Linked DNA regions of Delphinus delphis: region 1 is linked to region 2. The links are chromatin contacts, called in public Hi-C maps. All regions are on one chromosome and are shown on one strand. Each heading gives the region's core, a stretch centred on a gene start, on an enhancer-like site or on the middle of the called end of the contact. The rest is flanking DNA. Distances are from core to core; before and after follow the strand shown. Region 1 holds the start of GHRH (growth hormone releasing hormone). Region 2 holds the start of BLCAP (BLCAP apoptosis inducing factor).

The links. A called contact is a pair of places that touch in the nucleus more often than the background predicts.
Region 1: a contact with region 2 is called in a Hi-C map of muscle, with 2.2 times the contacts expected there. The contact joins the promoter of GHRH here to the promoter of BLCAP in region 2. A contact is called at or near these places in 3 of 3 Hi-C or Micro-C datasets (lung and muscle).

What each region holds. Positions count from the first base shown.
Region 1 is chr15:21,940,619-21,944,706 of mDelDel1.2, reverse strand. It overlaps GHRH (growth hormone releasing hormone), which reads right to left and starts at 2,398. Exons shown (of 4, transcript XM_060032729.1): 1 at 2,319-2,398; 2 at 1,917-2,021. The coding sequence starts at 2,398.
Region 2 is chr15:21,701,202-21,705,159 of mDelDel1.2, reverse strand. It overlaps BLCAP (BLCAP apoptosis inducing factor), which reads right to left and starts at 2,177. Exons shown (of 2, transcript XM_060030812.1): 1 at 1,904-2,177.

The DNA.
Region 1 (4,088 bases), core at 1,149-3,648, 240 kb before region 2:
CTATTCCAATATCTGGCATAGACTCTTGCACCCAACTGAATTAGACTCAGTGACATTTAAGAAGACAGTATCTATAGGAGTGAAGACAATAGACTATGAAACACATATCTTCCTACAGACGACTTATTAATTACAAAGGAGAAAATGTCAACTTTACAGAGGAGAAACCTGGCAAACATCATGCTAACCAAGTGATCAAAGTTACCATCACCAATGGGACAAATTGACATCACGTGCCTCCTGATAGGATGCACTGAGAAGGACGTAACATCACTTCTTTTGCATAACATGAATGTAATCATGAGAAAGCACCAGGCAAGTCCAATATGAGGGACATTCTATAAAGAACTGGCCTTTACTAATCAAAAATGGCAATGTCACAAAAGACTGAAGAACTGGTCCAGATTGAAAGAAACTAAAGAGACATGACAACTATGATGCCACCTGTGATGCTGGATTGGGTCCTGGATGAGGAACATCTAGTTGGGGACAACTGGTGAAATTTGAATATGGACTCTAAGTGATAATTATACTGTGATTATGTAAGAGAGTGTCCTTTAATTAGATACTAGGAGACACACAGAAGTAGTTAAGGATAAAGGGTCATGATGACTGCAATCCACTCTCAAATGGCTCAGCAAAATAATAATAATATGTATTATTATTTGGGTTTGTGTGTGTATGTCTGGATACAAAGTAAGCAAATATAATAAAAATATTAGGAACTGTTAACTACAGGGAAGGGAATGTGAAAGCCCTTTGTACTATTGCTGCAACTTCTCTGTAAGTTTGGAATTTTTTCAAAATAAAAACTAAAAAGTGGGGCTTCCCTGGTGGCACAGTGGTTAAGAATCCACCTGCCAATGCAGGGAACATGGGTTTGAGTCCTGGTCCGAGAAGATCCCACATGCCGCGGAGCAACTAAGCTCATGCGCCACAGCTACTGAGCCTGCGCTACAGAGCCCGCGAGCCACAACTACTGAAGCCCGCGCACCTAGAGCCCATGCTCTGCAACAAGAGAAGCCACCGCAATGAGAAGCCCATGCACCGCAACGAAGAGTAGCCCCCACTCGTCACAACTAGAGGAAGCCCATGCGCAGCAATGAAGACCCAACACAGCCAAAAATAAATAAATTAATAAAATTTTAAAAAACAAACAAAAAACTAATAAGTGTTCAGGCTGTAGAGTCAGGCTGTTTGAATGCTAACTCTGCCACTCTTTGGTGTGTGTCCTTTAGAAGCTATTAATGTAGCTTCTGTACGATGGGGGTAAGAGAACCTGCTTTGTAGAGTTGTTGGAAAGAGCACATAAGAAGCTAAGAATAGGGACTTCCCTGGTGGTCCAGTGGTTAAGACTTCACGCTCCTAATGCAGGGGGCCCTTAGTTCGATCCCTGGTCAGGGAACTAGATCCCGCATGCTGCAACTATAAGATCCCACATGCTGCAACTAAAAGATTCCCACATACCGCAACTAAGGGTTTTCTTGCCACAGCTAAAGATCTCGTGTGCTGCAACTGAGACCCGGCACAGCCAAATAAATAAATAAATACTAAAAGAAAAATCAAAAGAAACTAAGAATAATGGCTAACACTACCAAGGGCTTACTCTGTGCCCAGCACTGTGCTGGGTGTGTGCAAATGTCCCAGGGTAAAGTCTTTGTTTCTGGCAGAGCCACAGTCAAGTGGTGACTACCACTGGTGTTGTCACTGTTGGAGCCCATCACAGGGACAAGCACATAGTGGGTGCTCAGTGATCATTTATTAGTTAAGCGTAAGCTGAGGTTTGACGTTGGAGCCCTTCTGCTATGGCGAGTCCAGAAATGACAGATGCTGTGCAAGGGGAGAGACCAAACTTGGTCCCTCCAAACCGCGATGCACTTGGGGTATGGGAAGAAGTCACGAGAACGTCAGCTCACCCCTGCTGCCTGCTCATGATGTCCTGGAGAAGCTTGCGGGCAGACAGCTGGGCCAGCACCTTCCGGTAGCTGTTGGTGAAGATGGCGTCTGCGTACCTCGGCATCCTAGTGGAAGGAGTCAGAGGTCAAAAGGCAGGGTGGGAGGCCCAGGAGGGCTGTGCTCACGGGGTCTCTATAAGGTCCTTCTGTGGCCTGTCCCCAGAGAGAGCTGGAACCTGGGCTGAGTGACCTCTCTGGGGCTCAGAGTCTGCCTCCCTCCCAGAGATGAGTAGTGGAGGCTGCCCGAGGAGATAGCTGGGGACCAGCTGGTGGCTTGATTCTGCACCCCCTAAGTAGCAACCCTGGCAGGGCTGGCTTTGGGGTGGCAGGAATACAGCAGGCCCTGTTGTCAGGACTGCTTACCTGAGGGGCTGGGAGGGTGGGGAGCCGTGGGAGCCGCTGCTGAGGGTGAGGGTCACGAGGAAGAACACCCAGAGCAGCATCCTTCACCCCTGTGCTGGCACCTGGGGAGTGACAGGAAGAAAAGGTCAGGTGAAGCCATAGCCACTGGGATGTCTTTTGCTGGGTGGGCCCAGCCCTGGGCTTGGCTCCATGCAAGTTTGGCCCTTGTCTTTTGGAAGCTGTTGGGTAGGAAAAGGAACCCAGACACACCCGGGTTCAAGTTCTGCCTCTGATAGTCACAAGCTCTGACCTCATTTTTTCCATCTGTAAAATGGGCATGATAAGGCTACTCTGCTGACCTCACAGGGTTGAACATAAAATGAATGATAATGGTGAAACTGCCCCTCCTTGTAAGGCCTTATACATGGGATTCAGGCCTCAGCAAGGAACAGGGGAGGAGCAAGCACCTTCCCCTAGTCACCTAAGTCACCCACCAGCCCAGTGTGGCACTGACGGTATTGAACAGGGCTAACAGCTCAGGCTCTGAGTCAGACAAATCTGAGTTCACATCTGGGCTCTGCCGTCAGTAGCTGTGCATCCAGGACTAGTGGCTTCTCCTTTCTGGACCTCAGTTTCTCTATCCATAAAATGGAGTCAATAACTACACCTACTGCATAGGGTCCTTGTGAGTATGAGGTGAGATGAGGCACCTGAAGTGAGCGCTTGGCACGTGGGCAATTCTCCACACACCTCTGCTCCGACGACCTAATGCTCAGGGAGCAGGCTGTCCTGATTTTGTGAGGAGTCGGAGGAAAGGGAGGAAGGCTATACATCTTGCTCCAGATGCTTAGATTTTGCCCTGGAAGAGGCCAGGGAGCCTGGGGAGCCCGTGAGGCAGAATCATCTCATAGATCATGTGATTGTTCTTCATTGGGGCCTGCTGACACCGTGCTCGGCAATTAGGGGAAGAACAGTCTACAGGGAGAGAGCTGCCTCGGCTGGGGCGGTGCCCCTACTGTCAGACCACGGTGTGGAAATGGCGGGCCTCGGAGTGACTCAGCCATCTCAGATCTGGGTCTTCTCATCTCCCAGGGGCACCCCCTCTCAGCAGGATGTGCCCTCCATGGGGATACAGACCCCTCCGGAGGCTCAGCCAGCCCCTGGGAGGGCAGGACCCCTCATGTTCCACCATCTCCCCGCATCACTCCATGTCCAGCTGGTCCTGCTGAGGAGGGGTTTCCGGCAGGCAGGGCCAGCCCTGAGGGAATCCACTTCCTTTCCCGGGCTCACTTGCCCTCTCAGGGCATCACCCCTCTTCTCCCAGACACTGGGGTCTCGACTAACCCAGGGATGCCCTGAGACTCCAGGAAGCACGCTGGGGACTGCTCAATGCTGCCCGAGACCCCTGCACCTCCAGAGCAGGAGGGAGCAGCCAGCCAGGCCTCAATCATCAGCCCCTCTTTGACGTGCACCCCTTCATCCTCCCCGTCCAAAGACAATGCTCCAGTTTCAGCGCAAACACTTGCTGCTGCTGAGTGACAGGGAGCTCACTACTCTAAGCCAGTCTGTCTTATTTCCAGGCAGCTCTTGCTTTTAGGAAGTTTTTCTCGTTGCACCAAGTCCAAGTCCCCTTATCCTGCAAATACTTGTTAAGCGTTTACTATTCTGCTAAGGATTGGGGCTAGAGAAAAGATGAGACCGTGGTGTCGGCCCCACGGGCTGCCCCTTTGACATCCACCTGCCGTGCCTCCCAGACCTTCTGCGCCTTCATCAACACGACAAGCCCTTTAG
Region 2 (3,958 bases), core at 928-3,427:
TGAGTTATGAGGGAACTGGAATGGCTTTGTGAGACTCCAGCAACAGGCAAGACTCTTGGGACTAATGCCCCCAAAGGATGTTAGTTTCTTAGCCTAACCAGTTGAGGTTAAACCGCAGAGGGGTCTAGGTACCATGACTGTCGGAAGTGTGTGGTGCTATGTGACACTGTTACCTCTACCTGTGGAATATCTGGATTGCGAATGAAGGACAAGTTTCTTGAGCTTCCGCTGCAGGACAGCAACAGCTTATTGCATGTGGGTTGGGTAGGATTGGATGAGGGAGCAGGTGTGCTGTGAGTCATTTGCCAGACATTTATTTTCAAACTTCTATCTACTCAGAAGCCAGTACCCTACAGTGAGATTCTGAATTTGCAGTGAGTTTTCCCCCAGAGATTTAAACGTGCACATATATACAAAACATTAGTCTAACAACAGCCTCTTTTTCCCTGGAGACATCTGATTTCCTCTATATGCCCCAGAGACATGTCACCATCTTCTCTGGTTATGATCCTGCTTCCCCTCCGCCTCCTTTTCTCCCTCCCACGGGGCCCATTCCCCAGCAGGATCCAGATTCCAGAGCATTCCCAGAACAGGAAGTCAGAGAGGCAGGCAACACATGGTCCTTGGTATATCATACAGCGACAGGCTTGAAATGGAATGCATATGTTTCAAAGATAAGAGAACAACAACAGAAAAAGACAGCCAAACCCAGCCTTCCAGATTCCTCTTTGAAACAACATGTTACAGATAAAAGGTTAAACTGTTTTTGGCAGCAATTCTAACAAGACCAATTTCAGATACGGAAGTGATCTGGTCACTGGAAACCGACCAGGGCTCGGCAATCTTTCAACAGATTCGCTGACATTAATTAGTCTCTGATTTAAAACAAACAAACAAACAAACAAGATCTAACACTTGGCATTAGCACTTAAGCTGGAACGTGTGTGTGTGTGTGTGTGTGTGTGTGTGTGTGTGTGTCTCCTGGCTTTAGTGTTGCCGTCCAGAAGGCTGAGGGGATGGCTGTACCATGTCAAGCAGGGCAAACAGAAGCTGTCCCCAAAACACCAGTTCCCTGAAAGGGATAAAACATGATCCGAACCTATAAACAGAAAGGCCGTTTCTTTCCCAGGACAGACCCCAGTCTGCCCCAACATTTAGCGTTGAAAAGGGACACGGAGGCCTGGAAGGAAATTAAATAAGGTGTGGAAGAGGGAAGGAAAAAGCAACTGTCCCCCATCCCCCATTCTTCTCTCCAGGCCATTAGTGTGCCAGGCAACCCATTCCTTCAGCTGCCCTTGAGGGCCACTCCCCACATATACTGTAGGAAAGGGAATGGGTGTCCGGACTTGGTGTAAAATTAGAGAGAGTAAGAAGCACCCGCGACCCAAAGCAGAGCGTCAACCTATCACCCCAGACACCAAGGCGGGGACCCGGGGAGGGAGACCCTTTTCTCTCCTCTCCCCCACGCCCCTTCTGGTTTAAAAAAAAAAAAAAAAGGTAACTTAAGTGGTGGGGACAGAGTGACAGGCATCTCAGAAGCTGGGCCCCCTGCCACGTGCACCGGGGCCGGAGAGAAGGTTGTCGCACCCCCAGCCCCAAGCTCCCCAGCTCTGCCTGCCCCATCCCACAAGCAGACAGGCGAGTGATGACCTTGGAGGCCTGAACGAGAACCCAGGAGTCCAGTGCCCTGCCCTCGGGCCACGAAGAGACCCCCAAGGCCCAGGCTGGGGGGCCAAACAGGGCAATCACGTGACACTGGACAGGGGCGGCCCTCAGGGTGCGCGGAAGGAAAACCCCAGAGAGGGACCGGACGACGCCTAAGGTGACCCCGAAGGGACAACATGGCGGCGCGGCCGCATTAAGGGCCTCTCATCCCGCCCCCAAGAGGCCGACGCCACGGTACCTGCGAGCCCTGCCATGGCGCCGCCGCCACCGCTGACGCCTTCGTAGCCGCAGCCTGCCACCACCTCAACTCGCCTCCGACGCCGCAGGAAGCAGGGGAGACGCCCCCTTCGTCTTCTAGTCGAGCCGACCGAGGACCCCTTCTGGGGTCGGGCTGCCTACGGCAGATGCCTGATAATACGACCTAAATTGGGGGGGTCTTCTATGCCCGATATCCTCCTAACGTGTGCCACAGATGACCATTTGAAGACTTTTTGCTAATGTGTTCAGAAATCTGGGGGTTCTGAAGTCTTCAAATCCGAAGAATTTTTGATCAGGCGCATCCAGGACAGCTCCGAATCACGCCCCCCCGCCTTGGTCCCCTCATACATATGCAGTGGATTGTGATCTTTACACATTTAGAGCAGAGGGGGCGTATCCTAGTCTCTGTAGGTGAACGATTGTTCGCTTTGGTCCTCGTGGATGACCCGTGTAATCTCTGAAAACGTTCCCGTGGCTCAAAGTCCGCCTCCTCCCTGGCCCCTTTACCAAGGCCAAAGATCAGGAGCGGAAATATTCCGGCTCAGAATTTAGGATTTGACTTGGGTCAGGACCTGACTCTTCTTGCCCTGTACTTTAGGCGAGCCACTTGCCCACCCCGACTGTTAGCTTCCCCGAATCTGATGAAATGCCTACTTCACAGGGTTGTTATAGGGATTAAATGAGTCAATGTATCTATTTATTAGCTAAATAAGCACATTCCTTGAGCGCTTACTGTGTGTAAATGCAGTGCTAAAGGCAAGAGGATAGAATGGAGCGTGAAATAGGCGCTGTTCTAATTCAAGGAGATGCCCGGCTACTGGGGGAGAGTGGGGGAGGGGTGGAAAAGCAATCATCAGATTACTTATATGTGCAATCTAAAATATGACACAAATGAACATATGTACGAAACAGACTCATAGAGAACAGACTTGTGGTTGCCAAGGCGGAGGGGGTGGGGGAGGGATGGATTGGGAGCTGGGGATTAGCAGATGCAAACTATTATACTGTATATAGAATGGATAAACAAGGTCCCACTGTATAGCACAGGGAACTGTGTTCAATATCCTGTGATAAACCGTAATGGAAGAGAATATGAAAAAGAAATGTATATATAGGTATAACTGAATCACTTTGCTGTACAGCAGAAATTAACACAACATTGTAAAGCAACTATACGTCAATAAAATAAATTTTTTTAATCATCAAATGATCACTATCTGTTAATAATTTAAATCAAATCAATATATAATTATGCATGATGGGAAATGCTGTGGGGGAATATGAAGAGTGCTATGAAAAATTAATGGAGGGGAATTCCCTGGCAGTTTGGTGGTTAGGACTCCATGTTCTCACTGCCGAACGCGCGGGTTCGATCCCTGGTTGGGAAATTAAGATCTTGAAGGCTGCGCAGTCTGGCCAAAAAAAAAAATTAATGGAACCCTCATGTAGTGGGAAGGGTAAGGGTGGAAACTCCTTGGGAAGCTGGCATTTAGGCTTAAAAACCAAAGATAGTTTTGTAGGGCAAGAGTGAGAGGGGAAATGTTGTAGGCAGAAAGAACCACTTGTCCCAGATGTGGAGGTGGGAAGCAGCAGCTGAGGGTGAGGAAGGAGCAAGTAGGGCAGGTAGTGCTACCTAATGAAGTTGGATTTTATCTTTATCTTTTTATCATTTTCATCAGGGGAATGATACCAGGTTTGGGTCTCTGAAAGTCCACCCTACATGGCTTGGAAAGCACTTTCGAGCGGGTGTGGGGAGACCAGCCAGAAGGCTGTTGTAGGTTTCCAAGTGCAAAGGAATGGTGACCCTGGAAGGTGGAGAAGTAGAGAATGTAAGATGGAATGTGGGTGGGTGTTGAGGCATTGGCAAAGACACCTAGATCTTTGCCTTGAGTATGAAAGAATGAAAGAGCCCTTGACTAAGGTGGTAAAGCCTGCAGCAGGCTCAAATTGAGGGGGAAGATCAAGAGTTTGGCTAAGAAGGTAAGTTTGAAAAGCCTGGGCAATGGTTGGGTGGAGAGGGTCAATAGGCCGCTTT